2 separate regions of the Mus musculus genome follow, and region 1 is linked to region 2. The links are chromatin contacts, called in public HiCAR-type maps. All regions are on one chromosome and are shown on one strand. The core of a region is the stretch at or near the end of the contact, and the rest is flanking DNA. Distances in the headings are between cores, read along the strand shown. Region 1 overlaps Meis2 (Meis homeobox 2). Region 2 holds the start of 3110099E03Rik (RIKEN cDNA 3110099E03 gene).

The links. HiCAR-type assays count read pairs that join an accessible place to other places.
Region 1: a contact with region 2 is called in a HiCAR-type map of astrocytes, with 2.6 times the contacts expected there. The contact joins the enhancer-like site here to the promoter of 3110099E03Rik in region 2. A contact is called at or near these places in 1 of 39 promoter capture datasets (neutrophils), 2 of 484 Hi-C or Micro-C datasets (3T3-L1-derived adipocytes and cortical neurons), 1 of 115 datasets of contacts at active chromatin or transcription factors (astrocytes) and 2 of 9 other capture datasets (embryonic tail and embryonic trunk).

Annotation. Positions count from the first base shown.
Region 1 is chr2:115,936,534-115,941,972 of GRCm38.p6, reverse strand. The region is part of intron 8 of Meis2 (Meis homeobox 2); the gene reads left to right. Among named protein-coding and RNA genes, the nearest start is that of Meis2, 130 kb to the left of the region's middle. Within about 2 kb of position 2,577, at least 23 of the 459 cell types and tissues checked have an H3K27ac peak or open chromatin away from gene starts, as enhancers often do. A contact at or near this core is called in astrocytes, where this site is marked.
Region 2 is chr2:115,508,095-115,513,545 of GRCm38.p6, reverse strand. It overlaps 3110099E03Rik (RIKEN cDNA 3110099E03 gene), which reads left to right and starts at 1,345. Exons shown (of 3, transcript NR_030712.1): 1 at 1,345-1,407.

The DNA of each region.
Region 1 (5,439 bases), core at 1,328-3,827, 430 kb before region 2:
ATATATTATGCAATGAACAGGACTGTAGCTGATGAGATCTTTTTCTTTCCCAACCCTTACAAACCAAAATGATGCCTTCATGGAAGAGCCTTTAGATGACTTCAGCGAGAAAAGCTAACACACAAAGAGGACTTTTTAGAGGGCCTGTGCTGTGTGGTGTGGCACATCCCTGTTGATGCCAGTTTGCCTCTCAACATGGAGAAAGAAGCAACGGGGACATTTCTATTATTAGTTAAGAATTTCACATATGCATACAATGTATTTGGTTCATATTTATTCCCATCTTCCCCTTGATCTCAGACATGGCCCCTTCCACATTCCTATCAGCAGGACTACTTTTCATTATCATCAGCCATTGACTCAATGGGACCCTCCACTCCACAGTTAAGGTTGAAGCACATGGCAGAATAAAGAAGGAGTTGGAATAAAATCCCTCTCTTTCACCCCTCCTCCCTGCGGTGGAATGTGGTATAGAACCTCTTCTCCCTGGGAGAAATAAATGCCCTCCCAATGTGATACTATTTTTTCTCCTAAACCAGTAACTCTGGTTTTTGTATTTTTTTGTTTTCTTGTTTTGTTTTATTTTTTGTTTTTTGGTGAGGTTTTGTTGTTGTTGTTTTGGTTTGGGGGGGGGTGGTTTGTTTTGGTTGGTTTGTTTGTTTGTTTCTTTGTTCCCCAAGACAGGATTTCTCTGTGTAGCCATGGCTGTTCTGTGACTTAGGTTGGCCTTGAGCTCACTTAGATCCACCTGCCTCTGCCTCCCAAGAACTGGGATCAAAGGCGTGCGCCACCACCCTCCTGGCTCAGTAACTCTGTTTTAAACAAAAATAAACCTGACCCAAAACTTCACCAAGTACATCCACTCCTTTCCTCAAGAGAATCAGTCATCTCTAAGACCATGAAACTCCTAGAAGATCTTCAGAGCTACCAAGAGATAACCTATCAGGCAACACAGGCTTTGAAAGACTCCCATCATTCCCAGCTGTATCCTCAAAGCCCTGTCCGATCCTCAGTATTCCCTCTTCTTCTGCAGCGACACCTCTCTCAACACAGCCTCTCCAACCATTTAGGCTGAGAAACTTCCTGCATTAACAGAAAACTTGGCTGCCATCGGCAGGGCAAACCTGGGAGATTTATTTCAATTTCCATTTTTCAACTCCCAAGCCTATTAGAAATTTTCTCAATATAGTTGATTCTAACAGCAAAAACAGGATTTTAGCAGTATTTAGTCATTAAAGTATGCGTGTGTGTGTGTGTGTGTGTGTGTGTGTGTGTGTGTGTGTGTACATAAAAGGGTGAAATTGTGTGCCCACCGCCACCAAATGTAGAGAGAAATGAAAAACAGCTTCAAAATATTTGTCATGGAAGCTTGATTTGAAGAATGGTAGGGCAATCAGAATAGGATTGGTTCTGATGCTCTGGGGAAAAAAAACCCCAGCCACATAAGTCTCAGTGGCATAAGTCAATAAGAGTTTTTTCCCTCTACACCAAAGTCAATAGAGAGTTGATGCTGCCTTTGGAGTCTTTGTCGAGCACATGCAAGCCAACAGATAGGCACCTACCTAAACAAGAATCCCCAAGATGGCGCCTGAGGAGAGTTAACCAGAGCTTTCATATCAGCCCCAAATCACATATACCAGTCTATCGTAACGATTCATTGGGAAATGCCAATTTGTGGGGACAACAACCTTAGAAATCGGGGGGGGGGGCATTGTCTTCCATGTGTACGAAAAAAAACAGGTGGGGGGTACCCAAAATAATGGGAAGCACTGGAAATACCTCCCAGTTGGCAGCGTGTTGTTGCAGGTGACCATAGTGGGATCGTATGCACAAAGAAAGAATGTGCTTTGATTAGGATTTTACATTCCTTGCCAAGTCAGGGTATGTTACATTTGGAAATATCACTTGGGGCCAGCTTGTGAAAAGCCTTAGGATGAAGGCCAAGACTCCATTTTATTGGTGACAGGGAGACACACAGGCTTTGGGAAGAGAATGGATCATTCACTGGTGTCTTGAGGAGCTGCTCATAGTGATTACTATAGTCCGGTTATACTCGGTCTAGAGGTATGAAGAGTTAACAAGGGTTCTTCAGGTGTCCTTGAGAAAATGTAAAGAGAAAATGCAAAGAACTTGACTAATTCATTTCTCCCCCTTCACAGGCCCCAGCTAAATAACCTTTTAGTACTCTCACTTTTTTCAACTAAAATCTCTTTAAAGAACTCATCAGTGATAGAAAAAAAAAATAACAGGCTGAATAATCACATACCACAGAAAACACTTGCTGGTGATATTCGTGAGCATTTCAAATGTGTTAAGCTATGTTAGGATCCTAGGGCTGATGCAGAGAACTCCAGCTATGTACCAGCGCAATGGGGATGATGGATGATTCTGGTTTATGACGATATTTGCCCACTATGAATAAATAAATAGCCACTATTTGTTATGCGATTAATTACTGTGTGTCAGGCGCCATGTCAGTGCCTGAGCCTTTTAGCATGACCCACAAGGCTCAGGGTGATCTGGTGCCAGCAACTCTGCAGCTCCATCCTTCTTAGCCCTTGTCTCACTCAGGCAGGACTCCGGGCTCCTTGCCATTGCTGCCTCCCAGCTGGCTCTGACTCCACTTGAGTCTGCTCAAATGTCACCTTCTCAAAGCGGTCTCCTTGTCCCACCCTCTATAAAACAGCAGCATCCCCCAGTCACTTTCTCAGTAGAATGCCTGTTTTTCTTCATAAAAGTCCCTGACGCCATATAGACTATATTCTCTGTTTTTAGCTTGCTGCTTATGTCCCTGGCTGGGATCTAAGATCCAGGAGGTCAAGGACGCATGTCTCCTGGAGTACTGCCTGACACTCAGAGACTGCTAATAAATGGCTAGTTTATACTGCATCAGCCCGGTGGGAAACTCACGTTTTAGAGGGATCCAAGAGCTTCTTCAGTTCACAGACAAGTCCTCCCCAGGGCCAGGAAGAAACCCAGGTCTCTCTATTTTCAGAGCACTATTAGATGCAGTACTTTTTGAGACTTTACACCAAGATCTAGGCAATTGCAAGTTAGTAGAAATATTTTTCTTTAAAAATGCAGGTGTCGTAACGAACATGGTGGTTTACGCTTGTCATTTCAGCATGTGGGAGACCAAAGAAGGAAGGTCACCATTTGTTCAGAGCTAACCTGGGCTATATGGTGAATTCTTGTCCAGCCTAGACCAAGAGTCAGTTCAAGCACACACAAACAACAACAAAAAAGTTTTTTTTTTTTTAAAAATTACAAGTCGAGAAATCAGATGTGAATGCTTTGAGACATTCCATGACATTAATGTGTTTCCTTAAGAATATGATCAATATTTTTGTCTAAAGAGGTGAATCTGCTGCCCCTCCTCCCTCCTTGTGGAACTAATTGAGGGTGATCTTGAAAAGTGGATTTGCTCACATGGGCCAATGTTTCTCCTGTGGAGTGGGCTGCGTCCCAAAGAATTAGCCCTCCTCAAAATGAATTATTAACCCCAGTATCCTGGCCAAATTCCCACTTGGATAGCCTAGAAACTGTTCAAAACTTGGAATCTATTGAAATGAGCCTGGCTTGATTGCCGTCTCGGCATTAATGGTGATATAATAGAGTTTCTCCAGAGATTTGCATGTATATTATTCTAGTGCATATAGGTTTGCTTTATCTCTTAATTTTTTAAATGTTCATCCCCTCATAAGATATGGCCTGAGTTTCTTTATAGGTTTTCAGATTTTTTTTTTAATTTTCCTACAGGAACAACTGTGAGTGCCTTTTTCCCAGGGCTTGCCAATCCTTTTTCCCACTTGAATGACTAGTTAGTCTCCTGGTCATTAGCACAGCATGTTGGAGACATTAGCCACAGAAGCTTCCAGCTCTCCAGCTTTCTGGCATAAGCGTTGCCTGGGTTAGAGGCAAGATGTGCTTGCTGGAATTTTTGTCATTGTTCAAGTTTCTTCAAGCTTTGTTTCCAACTTTGGAAGTACATACAATTTTCAAGAATTTAGATGAACTGCCATATTGGTGATGATGCTTAGGGGTCCCATGGACATCCTAAAATTACAGCTCTTAAATTCTTCAGCAGTTTTACTGTTAGTTGTAGCCCAGTTGTGGAAGATATGAGTAGGTGTATCCAAGTCATGGATGTTCTTGATAGAGAGGATTATTCAAACTACTAAATCATTTTTCTTAGGTAAAACTAAAACAAACATGCCTGGCTTAGCTTGGAAGCATACATAAGCTTCACAAGCATACAGAAGTCAGCTCAGATCCTGGGAGAGTGTGTAAAGCTGGATCCCATATTTTAGATTTTAGCACACACATCTGTAGTCCCAGTGCTGCAAATACAGTTTTACAGGAACACACAGAGAGAGAGAGAGAGAGAGAGAGAGAGACAGACAGAGAGACAGACAGAGAGCGAGACAGACAGAGCGAGACAGAGAGAGAGAGAGCGAGCACATAAATCCATTGTATTTTGATGCCAACTGTAGACTTCATAACCAACCAGGCCTTACTAAGATCACCATTATTTTATTCTGACAATTACCCTTGCTTGTCTTGAGTTGGCACAAAACTTCAGTGGCTGTGCATTTCGCTATAATAGGTATCATAAACAGATTCCGTACCATGAACATTCTCTCTAACCTACATTTACATTAGAAATAAGGTTGAGGATTTGCTAACAGGTGTAGTAGTAGTAGTAGTAGTAGTAGTAGTAGTAGTAGTAGTAGTAATTTCTAGAAAATGGTTGCCATCATAGATTTTTGCAGCATAGAGAGAACTCAGAACTTAAATGTCCTCATGTCATTCTGGATGACAAACAAGTAGCGAGCTGCAAATGTTTCCTGTCTCCAGGTCCCTTCCTCTGCGGAGGGGCATGAGACAATGGAGATGAGCCCTGGGCTCTCCGAGTGTCCACATCTAATATTAGAAAGGTGCCTGGGAAATGAGAGCAGCAAGAACTATAAATGCAACTGTTAACAGATTTATGTGTACCGTATCCCGCCTTCCAATCTATTTCTACCAGTGTTTTCCAAAAACTTTCCCACAATGCCACCTGAGCGTGACCTGACGACACAGAGCACATGTGTTTCCTGAGTTGCTTGAGTGTTTCCAAATAGTATCGACACTTGATAGTCAACTGTTTATCTGCTACGGTGTTAAATAATGGAAAGTCTTATGGCCTTGGGGTGATACTCATATGCTCCTGCAGGGGTTCTACCAGCTTTCACCGCCTTTGCATTCATCAACACAGGCCTAGAAATATATAATTCCTCTTGGAAACTCTATTTCAGACTTTTCAGTTATGTTAATAGCCTGTTAGAGTACATGCTTCTAAATCAGGAACGCACAGAAATTCCCACACCCCTTGTAGCTGGTCTCTTGCCAACTAGGTAGCTGTAGCTACTAACGTGCAATTGTAAATAAATACCTTTG
Region 2 (5,451 bases), core at 96-2,595:
TGTCCTAAAAATGTTCTCCTGGAGTTATTTTTAAAACCTCATGGTAAGTTAGGTGTAAATACTGTGACTATTACTGGGACCTTAGGAAGCAACATATTTTTGACTGATTCCTGGAGGTGAGAATGCCATTTGGAATTTTAATTAATTTAATTTCCATTTTAGATAAAATTACTCTGAGAAATCTTAATTCTAATGAATAAATGGATTTTATTTTTTCTTTTCTTTCTTTTTTTTTTTTCCATTGAAGATTCCATTAGAGTTAGGGAAAAAATAGAGGATAAAGTTTCCTTTAAAGAAAAATTAAGGCTACAGACAGCCTTAATAAACCTTCTGCAAAGTAATCGAGAATAGCCAGTGGTCTGTTCTCTGCAGAATTAGTTCTTCCAAAACAATACTAAAACTGAGCAGTCGTACTTTTTACAACTCTGGAGACTATCTAAACAAAATGAGCAGATTTATAGGGCTATTTTTAGTGCGCGTCACTGCATTACAGTTTACATTCGCTTTTGAACCTTATTTGACATCCCTAGTAGAAAAATACAGGCAGAACACTCATTAAGACCCTTCATAAAGACAGTCTCCACGGGGCCGTTACCCCCCAAAAAAACCAAAGTTGAGGTGTGTTTCAGAATGTTCTTTTGGACTCGAAAGTTTGTTTCCATTTGTCAAGAAAACTCTGAGCCCAATCGCAGATCCAGAGGGTCTGTTTATGACCGCCTCTCCTGCCCTACTCGTTGGTGGTATGTCCTAAAAACAGAAGTAAAATCACACTCTCACGGTTGGGAATTTTCAGAGAGCAACAGGTAAGTAGGCTATGTCTAAGTACCTATTGTTTTCCCACAAATTGTAAAGTCACTTCCAAGTATAAGTAACTTGCTGAAAAAGTGAAACATTGGGACTTTCTGCAAACCATTCTTGCATGGAAGGAAAAAAAAACATGGAAGAGCTTATGCAATGTTATGAAATATTTCACCACACAGATTTATGGAAAAGCTACAGTTGCATTTTAAAATATAGTCAGGAGAATTAAGTGCTTGCATTTTGGACACCAAGTTTCTTTAGCTTTTCCATCCAGAGAGAGAGGTGGGTGTCTATTTCCTTCATGGGCTGTCCTACCTTCACCGGAGGTTACAAATGAAGACTCCATCTCCTTTGTGTATTGTGGGAAAAAAAAATCAGCCAGAGGAAAATACCAGAAAGACAAGTTCAGATGCAGCTGTCATGTCTTTTCCTCCAATGGGAAGGGGACGCTTTCATAAGGTTAGACTGTCCGGGGAACTACATTGACATCCTGCTAAGTGTTACGTGTTTTTATATTAACTGTGCTCAGTAAGACTCTACAATAAGGAAATGCCTTAGCTGTAGACATCATTTATGGAACCGTATAAATAGAGCTCACATTCAAAGGTAAGAAAACAGACAGGATTTTACACCAACTACCCTCTGATAAGATTATGTTTTCAAAGCGAAAACCATGTCTACAGAATGTTGTGGTGTGGAAGTATCCGATTAAACTCTTAGGAAAACAGACTTTTCCACAAGCGGCCTCTTTATTTGCCACACCTCGGGGATCTGATTAAAAGTTAGTGTACTGCATTTAAACCTGAAAAGGGATTCGTGTAAAATTATGGCTTCACAGATTGCTCTTTGAGAACTGAAGATGAAACGAGAAAATGACATTTGGACTAAGAGCCATTGTAACTGCTGGAAAAATGTCAATGGAGGCATTTGGGGGAGGTTTCAGCTTGCTATAGAGGAATCAAATGACCTAAGAAAGTAGTTTTATAGCTGAATGAGTGTTTTTAACGAGTTAAACATGTTACTACGAGGACCTTAAAGCCACGCTGTAAACAATAGCTTTGATTAAAAGATTGTCAGGATTGTTTGTTTAAATTTTTTTTTTTTTTTGTATTTTAAGTTTTCAATCATACTATTTGGCTTTGCAGTATGAAGAAATGATATATTTCTACTGAATTTATCAATTACTAATTAATTTGGTGGTGAGTGCCTAATTTGAGGTTCTATTTAGCATAGGTCCAGGTTGAATTTCTTCTAACGTTTGGTTATCCTTGGCCTATTTAACATATGAATTAAACCCAAATATCTTTGAAAACTCAACCCATACCTTTTCCTTCCCAGATCATAAAAATAATTTATTGTCGTAATCTCAATTTATAGTTTAGTTAGGCAGAGTGAAAATACGACCTCTGAAGGAATCCCCCCCCCCTTAGCTCCAGTCTGCTTTACAGTGGGTTGTGTGTGTTGCTACAAGTTGCTGTAGCTAACACTTAATATGTTGATGTAAGAGAAATAAGCTGCTCTGCATTTAAAAATAATATTTAGATGAGCAAACATGCAAAATCCTCTGAAAATAGATGATTTTGCTCCTTGTAACTTTAACTGAAAAATATGAAAGAAAAAAAATGAGAGAAACCTAGCCATAAGGCCAATCTATTGCAAGCAGGGACAGATGAGAGATTTTTCAAAATTAAACTGCTAGGAAAAGCAGTTGTGAGGCAGTCTGTTTTCTTACTGGGGATGGGAGGAATCAAGGGTATTATAATTGAAAATGCATGCCTATAGCAACTAAAATGTTCTTTTAGGATATTCTTGTTTTGTTTCATAAATATATTTTGAAAAAAAATCAAAATGATTAACAACGTTTTTTTTTAATTTTGGTGATCTTTCCAGTTCTGGTGGATTTAGTTCAAATTTTAAAACATTGCTTTATGTGTTGTATATTTTTGCCCATAAAGCATTCTCCAAATGGTAGTTATTTATGTGAATAAAAGAACAAAGCATGGAAATATGGCTTTTCTTCCTACTCCATTATTGAAACGGAATATGATCATTAGCCAGGGCCGGGGTTTAGTCGCAACACTTTGAAAAATAGCCTAAATGAATAGGTGTCAAATTAATCAAGAATGGAACGATTGCATTATTTTAAAAAACTATATATACCATTAGGGGGTTTCGGCTATAAATAATTGTTATGAAGAAAAGAGGAGGTTTCATCTTAAAAAAATTAGCATACGCCACCTCTTTAGGGTGTTAAAAAGATTGAGCGCTCAACAAGGATTTGTGAAAATCACGACCAGGGAAGCGGGATTATAATAACATCTCACGATGAAACCTGACCTTAGAGATTGATGCTGCTGTAACAGGGTCATTCTTCCACTGACTTAGTGTGGGTATGCCCCGCCTGGGTAACCTGGGAAAAGGGTCTCTGAATTCAAATCACAGAATTCCTCCCCATCTGCAAAAATACCTCACTTTCAAAGCAAACTTTACGTCATCCTGACTCCTTCTTCTGCTCTTTCTTTACTACTCAAGTCAGAGACAACGGGTATTTCTTCAGTCATTGATTTTTTTCCCCACCCTCTTGTGGTTAATAAGAATTAATCCTGGAGAGATTCTGCAGGTTGAAATGCATATACAACTCAGTTCTCATTAAAACAAACAAACAAACAAACCAAAAAAACCACCTCCTTTATAGTGGAATAGAAGTGGTTTCAATCACTTTGTCATGTGGTTCACATATCTAGGTATATTTTTAATTAAACACTGGTTCACAAATAAGCAAATAATAGAAGTTAGTGGAGAAGCGGTTGATCTCGGGCTGACAGTGCCTCATTTATCTTTGTCCTAACTAGACAATGGGAAACGACACTCCGCTGTTGTTTTCTATGCGTTAAGATTTCCCTCTTAAACAAATGCAGTTGAGGCGGTTTGTTTCTCGACAGCCTGGCACACACTGCCAGTGGCCAGAGTTTTGTCTCGTCTTCATCCAGAGGGAGGATTAATCTTGGTGATGGTGCAAACGAAATGTATGTCTAGGGTCAAAGTGCATACTGCCTTTTGGGATCTGCATTACATTAATGTCATTTTTGGGTTCCTGACGTTAATCAAAACCAACACCATAAAGCGTCACTTAGCTAATTTGTGTATTATTGTCAATGTTACCATTAATTATGCGTTTGTGAGGAAAAAGAGGATTAATGAGATGTCACAGGTAATTTACAATGATCAGGCTCCCCAGGACATTAAGAAAACACTAGTTGGGTAAGATTACCATGCGATCACATGCAAGAAGCAGAGGTCTTTGCTGAGGCACCACACTGATATTGTCCACCACTATCAAAATGCCTCTTCAATCAGCAATCCCTAACTTTTACATATCTTGCTCATATTAAGTGTTTGCTTTAGCCTAAAGTACCCAGAATTCACATATTAATGGTGAGAGCTTTGTTCAGGTGTCTCCCACTCTAAGTACAGAGGATAAACTTTTGTTTCCCTTGAAAGGTGGGCAGTCACAGACGGTTAATTCTCTACCATGCCCCATGAACTTGGGTTCACACTTAATATCCCTAAGACACCGTTTTTGGTGCTCTGGGTAGTTGTATTAAAATTAGACATACAAACTCTCTGATATGACCATTTTTTTCCTCCCTCAACTTATTCCTCAGAGTCATGTAAATAAATGGCTTTTTGTGTTCTCTCTTTCCTTTTCTGGGAAGGACATGTAAATCTATAGTGTAAGTATATGGTACTTATGAGACAGCATAAAAATACAGTCCTGTTCTATGGTCTGAAGAAACACAATGCTGGACCTCACTGGTCCAGGTGGCAAATTGAATCAAGTTCGGGTTAGGGGACCAGAAAGTGGTTGGCTCAGCCTGGGATCCAAGAAGCAAATTTAGTAGGAAGCTAGGAGCCTGGTAGCAGAGGTTCTGCTGGAAAGATATAGAGATGTTGGAGCCAGGAGCCAGGAAAGCTTCCGAGGAACCAGCAGACAGAACGATGAGAGCAGCAGAGAGAGGAGAAGACTAACTCTATGATATTTATTTAACAGAGCCTTCTTTATTTGTGAATCCTTTATTTGTGGGTCACACCCTGGAAGACATCATGGTGATTATGTTCTATAGGGCACAGCAAAACTAGACATGACCCATGGAGTTCAGAGCTCAGGGTCTTGGTACCTAAATCAGTTTCCTGGTGGAAATGATTGCTGTGCTGTTGGATGCAAAAGGGTCATGGAAGCCAGCAGAAGCGGCCATTGGAAACACCATTTGCTGCTTTGGTTTGAATTCTCCGTGAACTCCTTTCATCTGAGCCTTAGTTTTAATTTATTCATGGACATGACTGTATATGATGAAATACAGGATTATGTATATCTGTGCTCCCACATATATGTGAAATCTAACTTTTAAGTCCAGCTCTAGGAGACTGAGAAAGTTACTCAACTTCCCTCTGAGTTAGTCTCTTCACCTGTGGAATTATAAAGCTTGCCCAACACAGTAATGAGGATTTAAGGCGATAATGAGTGTAAATCGCCTAGCACAGGGCTCAGTACACAGTAAGGGTTTAATAAGGTGATGGTTTTCAACCTTAAAATTTTATCAGAAACACCTGTGGAACTTAAAAAAATGACAGGTTTTTTTTTTTTTTTTT